2 separate regions of the Oryctolagus cuniculus genome follow, and region 2 is linked to region 1. The links are chromatin contacts, called in public Hi-C maps. All regions are on one chromosome and are shown on one strand. The core of a region is the stretch at or near the end of the contact, and the rest is flanking DNA. Distances in the headings are between cores, read along the strand shown. Region 1 holds the start of VRTN (vertebrae development associated). Region 2 has its middle 12 kb from the start of NPC2.

What was found. Hi-C and Micro-C count contacts between places; a contact is called where the count stands out from the background.
Region 2: a contact with region 1 is called in a Hi-C map of psoas muscle, with 4 times the contacts expected there. The contact joins the enhancer-like site here to the promoter of VRTN in region 1. A contact is called at or near these places in 6 of 6 Hi-C or Micro-C datasets (ear pinna, embryonic fibroblasts, liver and 3 more).

What each region holds. Positions count from the first base shown.
Region 1 is chr20:20,480,072-20,484,235 of mOryCun1.1, reverse strand. VRTN (vertebrae development associated) reads right to left here and starts at 1,356. Exons shown (of 1, transcript XM_002719650.4): 1 at 1-1,356. The coding sequence starts at 1,356.
Region 2 is chr20:20,572,889-20,577,104 of mOryCun1.1, reverse strand. No RefSeq gene overlaps it. Among named protein-coding and RNA genes, the nearest start is that of NPC2, 12 kb to the left of the region's middle. Within about 2 kb of position 2,179, at least 2 of the 8 cell types and tissues checked have an H3K27ac peak or open chromatin away from gene starts, as enhancers often do.

The DNA of each region.
Region 1 (4,164 bases), core at 107-2,606:
AGCACCCGCAGCCGCTAGGGCAGGGGCCGGCTTGAAGCCCGGGTTCCTGCGGAGGGCCTTGCGCCTCCAGTTGTAGTAGGTGGAGCGCGAGATGCCGGGGAACCTGCGTTTGAAGCAGCGGTAGGGCACCAGCGTATTCAGGGAGATACAGTGCTCCAGGTACATCTTGGCCCGCTGCATCAGGACCACGCCCGGGCTGGGCGCCGCCAGCGGGGAGCACCCTGGCCCCTCGGCCACCTGCTCCTGCGGCGGGGGCTTCTCCGGGGCCTGCCCGGAGCCCAGCAGCTCGTGCTTCCAGGCATAGTAGGTGGAGCGCGAGATCTCGGGGAACCTCTGTAGAAACTGCTGCAGCGGCACGACGCCCCCACGGTGCAAGCTGTCCTGCAGGAAGTGCTTGGCCGAGAAGCGGGCCGCCACCTTCTGCCGGTGCTCCTGCGACTGCCGCCGCCAGCGGTAGAAGGTGCTCTTGGTGACGCTGTAGCGCTCGCACAGGTGGGAGTAGCTGAGGCCCGGCTCCCGGTTGAGCAGCTCCAGGGTCTTGGCCGGCGGTGGCGGAGGCGGTGGCAGGGGCGCCAGGGCCGGAGGCCCCGGGATCAGGCCGGGAGCCCCTTCCGCCTCCACCTCCTCCAGCCCCACCACGGGGGCAAAGTACTGGTGGCGGAAGAGGTGGCTGGTGAGGGGCTGGCCGGCCCACAGGATGTGCAGCGTGGAGGGCACGTGGTCGCAGCGGCGTGGCCGGATGACGCGGTTAAAGTAGGGCCGGATCTTGAGGTTGCGCATCGGGTAGATGGAGTAGATGTTGCGCTGCAGCACCGAGGCCAGGGCGTACAGGTGCCACACGTTGGAGAAGCTGCTGGGGAAGCAGGTGGCCTTGACGTCGGCGTCGAAGATGGCCTCGAGGGTGGCAGACGGCAGGCTGGTCATCTCCGGGGACTCCTCGGAGCACAGCGAGTAGCGCACGGCCTGCAGCATGACCTTGGAGTCGATCATGCCCTGGAGGTAGTAGTGCCGGTGCAACAACATCTCCACCACGGTGCGGGCCCGCAGCTCCAGGCTGAGGCCGGCGTCGCCCCACAGCAGCATGCTGGCCGCCTCGAACAGCAGGCTGCCCTCGCCCTTGCACACCAGCGGCAGCATGTTCTGGGGAGCGTCCTCCGGGTACAGGCTCAGGGCCACCGAGTCCACCTCCAGCACTTGGAGCCCCGGGGCCCCCTTCCGGCAGCTGGGGAGGGTGAAGGAAGCCAGGACTTGCTTGGCCTCGAGGGCGGCCCCGACGAGACCCTCCAGGCCCTCAGACTCCACCGCCTCCTGCAGCTCCCCCAGCACCTGCTGCACCAGCTGCTCCCGGGAAGCCATCCTGCCAGGGAGGACAAGAGGTCAGGACAAGGGACGCACGTGGCACCCAGCAAGGGGGACCTGCCCACACCTGTGCTTTCTCCACCTGCTGCCACTGCCGCAGGGCGGATGCTGGCCAGCGGCCTCCTCGGGTCTGTTTACCCTCTCAGTGGTGCTGAGCGAGGACAGCGTCCTGACTCACACGCACATGGCCAACTCGGGCAACTCACTCAACTGCTCTGTGCTTCTGGGACCTGTCCTGGAAAATGGGAATGATAGCAAAGGCATCTTGTAGCGTTGTTGTGGGTGTAACGGAGACTGAGAAAGTAAAGGCTGGAGATAGAGGGAGAGAGACTTTTTTTTTTTTTTTTTTAAGATCTATTTATTTGAAAGAGAGTTACAGAGAGAGGTACAGACAGAGAGGTCTCCCATCCACTGGGTTCACTCCTCAAATGGCCACAACAGCTGGAGCTGAGCCAATCCAAAGCTGGGAGCACTGAGACTCTGACCTGGTGCCCCTATGGGATGCTGGCACTGCAGGTTGGGGCTTTAACCCATTGTGCAACCGCACCAGCCCCGAGACACACACTTTTACCTATCCTTAGAGCATTGGCCTGGGGCTGGTACTGTGGCATAGTGGGTAAAGCAGCCGCCTGCAGTGCCAGCATTCCCATAAATGTGCCGGTTCAAGTCCCAGGTGCTCTATTTCCCATGTGTCTGGAAAAGCAGCGGAAGATGGTTCAAATACTTGGACCCCTGCACCCATATGGGACACCTGGAAGAGGCTCCTGGCATCAGCCTGGCCCGTCCCCGCCCTTACCACTATTTGGGGAGCAAACCAGCAGATGGAAGACCTCTCTCTGTCTCTCTGTAACTCTGCCTTTCAAATAAATAAAATAAATCTTTAAAAGAGAACACGGCCCAGCACATAGCAACGTGGTACAGGGGGTCAGTGTTATCTGTTGTAACACATGTGCCCTAGCACCCCGCGCACTGCATTGCATAGCTGTACAAGCTCTGTACTTGTTAAAACATGACTGTCAAAGTGTGGTCCACAGCCCTCAAGTGTTCTGCGGCTTCCTCAGGGAACCTGCAACTTAGCCATTTTCCTAATAGGAAGACATAATAAGCTATGTGTCGATATGTAATTTAACAGCGAGATATTTGTGTTTTCCCAGCACCTTAGTGTTTAGTAAAACTAAGTAACAGTGATATCACACTGTACCAGAAGTCATTATGCTCTTCACCATGTAGTAAAAAAAAAAAAAAAAAAAAAAAAAAAAAAAAAAAAAACTTTTCAAAAGGTTTTGCTTAAGGATTGCCTTGAGGGGTAGGATTGTGGTGCAGCAGGTTTAACCACCACTTGCAAAGCCAGCATCCCATATCGGCTGGTGCGTTCAAGTGCCAGCTCCTCCACCTCTGATCCAGCCACCTGCTTAGGCATCCTGGGAGGCAGCAGGTGACGGGCTCTCGAGTGCTTGGGCCCCTGCCACCCACGTGGGAGACCGGGATGGAGTCTGGGGCTCCTGGCTGATGTAGGCATTTGGGAAGTGAAATATCAGCTAGGAAGTTCTCCCTCTCTCTTCTCTCTTGCTCTGCCTTTCAAGTATGTGAAAATAAACATTCTTTTGAAATGTCCTTAGTGAAGCAGAAGATGAGTCTCATTACAACAGGACCCCGAGATGCATGTCTTTTTTTTTTTTTTTAAGATTTATTTATTTGAAAGGCAGAGTTCCAGAGAGGCAGAGAGATAGAGATCTTCCATCTGCTGGTTCACTTCCCAAATGGCCATTACTGCTGGAGTTGGGCCGATCTGAAGCTTCTTCCAAGTCTCCCATGCAGGTGGCAGGGGCCCAAGCACTTGGGCCATCTTCTACTGCTTTCCCAGGCCATAGCAGAGAGCTGGATCAGAGTGGAGGTGGAGCAGCCGGGACTCGCACTGAAGGCACCAGCTTTACCCGCTATGCCTCAGCACCGGCCACAGGACGCCTTTCCAGCATTGAGAGCGACCGAATGTGCAGTACTCAGGAGCAGGAGGTCGTCCTCACTGGACAGCTGTCTGGGCGGTGATGAGTCAGCTGCTCTTGGCATGGAATAGCGCGTTTACTTGAAAGAAAGGCTGACAAACACTTGTGCACCTGTGTCTGTTTGGCAGGTCTTCTCTCAGAAAGGAATGAGCTAAACCTGTCACTTCAAGAAAAACAAGTATTTGCTGCCATTGACAAATGTTGAGCTTTTTTTGACAGGCAGAGTGGACAGTGAGAGAGAGAGACAGAGAGAAAGGTCTTCCTTTGCCATTGGTTCACCCTCCAATGGCCGCCGCGGCCAGCGCGCTGCGGCCGGCGCACTGCGCTGATCCAAAGGCAGGAGCCAGGTGCTTTTCCTGGTCTCCCATGGGGTGCAGGGCCCAAGCAGCACCTGGGCCATCCTCCACTGCACTCCCTGGCCACAGCAGAGAGCTGGCCTGGAAGAGGGGCAACCGGGACAGAATCCGGCGCCCCGACCGGGACTAGAACCCGGTGTGCTGGCACCGCTAGGCGGAGGATTAGCCTAGTGAGCCGCAGCGCCGGCCAAATGTTGAGCTTTAACTTGAAAATTAGAATTTTGGGGAAACTGTATCTACGACAATAAGCTTGATGGTTTCCCAATACCTAAAGCGTTCTCTGATGAGATCAGTGGGGACATTAACAAATGTGGGTTTTTTATGCTGTATGATGAGATTGTCAACATTTCTACTTAAGATCGATCTACATCACCCAGTCAACAGTATTTCCCAAATAAGCAATGAGTGATGTTTCAAGTAATGCACTTTGTAAGAGATCCATAAAA
Region 2 (4,216 bases), core at 930-3,429, 92 kb before region 1:
TGCTGGAGGAGGGAGTTTGGGGGGTCTTTCCAGAGGCTACATGGAAGGGGTGTCAGTGTAGCAAAACCATCCGGGAGCCGCAGGAGGCTGGCACCATGGTGGCCGAAGGTCCTTCCCTGAGGTCCACAGGCTGGCTTGGCCTCCTCTAGGAAAAGAGTTGAGATAAGAAACAAAGGCAGAGTGAGCCTTAGGACAGGGCAGCAGAGCCCTGAGGCATCAGCTTCCTGGCTCTGCATTGAATATAAGTCGCTCAAGTGTAGTTGATGTTACTTTATACCTAGTTACACATTGAAGCCGCATACTAGCAATCAGATTTTTGGCACAGGGATTGCAACCCTGTTGATAATTGAGTTGAATGACATGGATCTTGGAAGTTCCTCTCTCGTTAGAGCAGAAACCAAGAACGTCTTAATTCATACAAGGCACTTACAGTTGTTTTCGTCACCGTCACTTCACTAAACCCTTGTTTCTCAGGCCTGTGAGTTTCCCAGGAGAACCATCAGGGGGCAGGAAAGCTCCAGGTAAAAAGTTATCCACAGCAAAGCCTTGATGGTCGATTCTGGCGCCATTCACCCACTACTAGCTGAGGTCTCTTGTGTTTTCTATCTCATTGAGTCTAAGGGACAGCCCGCCCTGTCCCCCCAGGCAGGCCGGAGGTGTGAATCCTAAAGGGGTTAACTGCTGTGGTTTCTGGCTTCAGACCCCTTGGAACTTCTACTTGGGTGCCCTTAGTTGTCAGCCAGGGAGAGTAATAGTGAGGTGGTGCAGATTAAATGAAATGAGGCACGTAAAACACTTGGAATGACCCCTGGCGTGGAACGCACACTCTGTGACTGCTGGCCATTGTTCTAGGAGACAGACTCTGTTCTTTGTCTAGAAACAGTTGGGCAATCAGAAAATTCAATCTCCCGTGTGATGATGTCTCCTCCCAAAAATGGGGTAATTCTCTGTGCACAGGAACTTCCTACAGGGCCTAGAAAATTCTAGCTCAGCTCTCGTGTGCGTGCCTGCTATCTCCCTATCCCACAGGATTCCTCCTGGCTACCTGCTTTGAGGCTAACAGCCACCCACCCTCATTCCATGCTCCCGTGCCTCACAGGCTACCTGCAGAGGGGACGAGTAGTTCCACTGCCCTCCGGCCAGGACAGCTTGTGACCATTCCCTGGCTTTCGGGAGACTCCGCGGCTGCAGCAGTGAGCCAGCTAGGGCTCTGGGCGGGGGTGGATTAGTTTGAAAGGTCGCCCTCCACAAACAGTTCACAGTCATTACAACACTTGGGAGCATGGGGTCTTAGGTCTCTAAAGTAAGCAGTGCTCTTTCCCATGCCCGTCTCCTGCTCTTCTAGTCCCTGAGCAAACCTCGGAGGCTTAGACTCAACTCTCTTGCATGAATTCCAAGGCAGTTAAATCCCAGACTCCCAGGCTGTAGCAGTATTAAAAAAGAAGACGAGCACCACTCCTGCTTACAGAATGAAGGGAGCCAAACCCCTCAAGTCCCCAGGGTGCGAGGTCAAGGGTGAGGCCTGGTGGTCAGTCCTCTCTTCATCTAACAGAAAGCAACAGCATAGAGTAATTCCAAATCCTGCATGTTGGCTTTTGAAATCTTAGTTGATTTAAAAAAAAAAAAAGAAAGAAACAGCTGGATTATGCCTTGAGTGAGCTGATAAAACGGACAGTTCTCCGAGGTGGCCCTGGGCATAGGAAGGGCGACTTGGCAAAGCTGAGGCTGACGAAGAATGGGTTAGCCATTCACTCCGGGTAACCCGGAGGTGCACAGTGCGTCAGTGATCGGCTGCTATGAGCGCCAGGCCGTGGTGCTTAGGAAGGGAACGGAGTCGTGTGCACGGAAGGCACCTGGGTGACAGTCCCAGGGACCCTCTGGGCAGCAGACAGAACAGGACACAGGGAGTGGGGAGCACCCCGTGAGAAGGCCTGGAGTGCCCAGCTGAGGAACCTGTGAGTTGGGAAGGCGGTGTGGGACCAGTGGCATGCGCCCCAAAGTAGAAAGTGGCTCTGCACCTCCGGGTGGGGGCGGCGAATGTACCTGTTTAGGGGAGCTGAGTCGTTTGGGGTGGTTGTGTCTTTATCTCGGAAGAGAATCCCTGACCTACCCCTCAGCTTCTAAACTGAATAGGATTCACTTACAGCTGTCAGTTGACTAGCAACTAAATGGTCTGGGTGTTGGTTGCCATGGAAACAGCTGAAAGGCCCATTGCTATGGGAACCTACCATGCTGTCTAAACCAGGGGTTTGAGTCCTAAAAAGGGGGTGGGGGGGCAGAAGGATGGGAGGAGCCCAGGGGATGGGCTGCATAGGTGGCTCTAGGGTCCCAACAGAGGGTGGGGGAGTGGGCCCAGCTGCCTCTACTTTCCACAGGCGTTCCCTGCCTGTTCTCTGCCCACTGCCCCGTGGTAGGCCCCAAGCACAGATGTTTGCTGTTCCACATGGACAGGAAGGGCATGAGATCCAAGAGCGGACCTGGCATGACAGCACCACTACCCTCACGTGCAGGGGCTCTGGGAGGGAAACTCAGCTCCTCCCCGGCAGGCCCCTTCTCCACAAACCGTGTGTGCCAGACAAGCAGCCAGCAGGTGAAAGGATCAGCTTAGCTCCCACTGCCAGCGGGTCAGGCCCATAAGGCGCTTGGCAGACAAATGTGTGGCTGCTGGCTTCCAGCATGGCAGAGAGGCTGACGTACCAGGTCGGCGAGCAGAGGCGCAGGCCAGCCGCAACAGTGTCTGTGTTCGGCATTAGGGAAACGCACGGCTCTGCTGTCTACACCCCCTCCCCACCCATATCGCCCTCGCAGCCAAAGCGGGACTGCAGGTAGATCAAAACACCAAGGACGAGGGTTGACGGAGATCCCCCGTGTGCATGCACGAGGGCTGTGAGAGTCTCTCCCATAGCTTGCAGCCAGGGAAATCATGCATATGTCGGCTGTTCAGTGGGGAGATCTTTCACAGAAACAAACAGAACACTTCCCAGTGGCTCTGCCCTTAGCCTCTGTTAATATGTAGCCTATAATAAACCAGGGGGTCAGGCTAGATCATCCCTAAAGCCTCTCCCAGGACCGACAGCTTGTGATTCCTTGAGACTGGCAAAGGGAAACAGCAACCCTTGGCTGTTTGCAACGAGGCCAGAGGAGCTTGGGATTGAGACCAAGGCCAAGACCCTGGATCTCAAGGCCACCTCAGAGACGTTGGGCCCACGAGATTTTGGCCTGATCCTGCAGAACCCTCAGATGTGTGGTGTTGATCTCGTCTCCTAACTTTGCCTTCTCCCGCCGGCAGGGATTGGTCTCAGCCCCTACCATGGAGCTTTAGAATCTGGGAGCCTGGCACCCAAGAGAGGGTGGCACCCAGTGTGCACTGCGTTTGCCTGGGCTCTGTGGGGGAGAGGTTCCTTCAGGGAAGCAGCGGCAGTTTCTTGAGTTCGACAGCATTTCCATTTCTTAAGGGAAAATTTCCAGTTTTTAAATTTTTATGTATTTTCATTTGCTCTGAAAATTGGGGGGAGCGGATCTTCCATCATCTGGGTCGCTCCCCAAATGCTCGCCAGCTAAGAACTCCATCCAGGTCTCTCACATGGGTGTCAAGGACCCAAGTTACTTGAGCCATCACCTGCTTCCTCCCAGCGTGCACGTGAGCAGGCTGCTGGGTCAGAAATGGAGCCGGCACTTCAGTGCTGTGGCGCAGCGGGTTAACGCCCTGGCCTGAAGCCAGGCCATCCCATATGGGCGCCAGTTCTAGTCCCAGCTGCTCCACTTCTGATCCAGCTCTCTGCTAAGACCTGGGAAAGCAGTAGAAGATGGCCCAAGTCCTTGTGCCCCTGCACCTGCGTGGGAGACCCAGAAGAAGCTCCTGGCTCCTGGCTTCGGATCAGCGCAGCTCCGGCCGTTGCAGCCAATTGGGGAGTGAACCGTCAGATAGAAGACCTCTCTCTTTGCCTCTCCTCTCTCTGTGTAACTCTGACTTTCAAACAAATAAATAAATCTTTAAAAAAGAAAAAGAAAGAAAGAAATGGAGCCGGCACTTGCACGAGACACTCTGATAGGAGATGCAGGCATCCCAAGTGGTGTCTTCCACGCTGCACCAGATGACATCTGGGTTTATGTCTCCCTGCCAACTTTTTCCAGCTGATAGACTTCGGATAAATTACTGAACCGCTGGAGGCCCGGGCTCCTCAACTGTAAAACAGGAGATGGGAATAGATAAGAA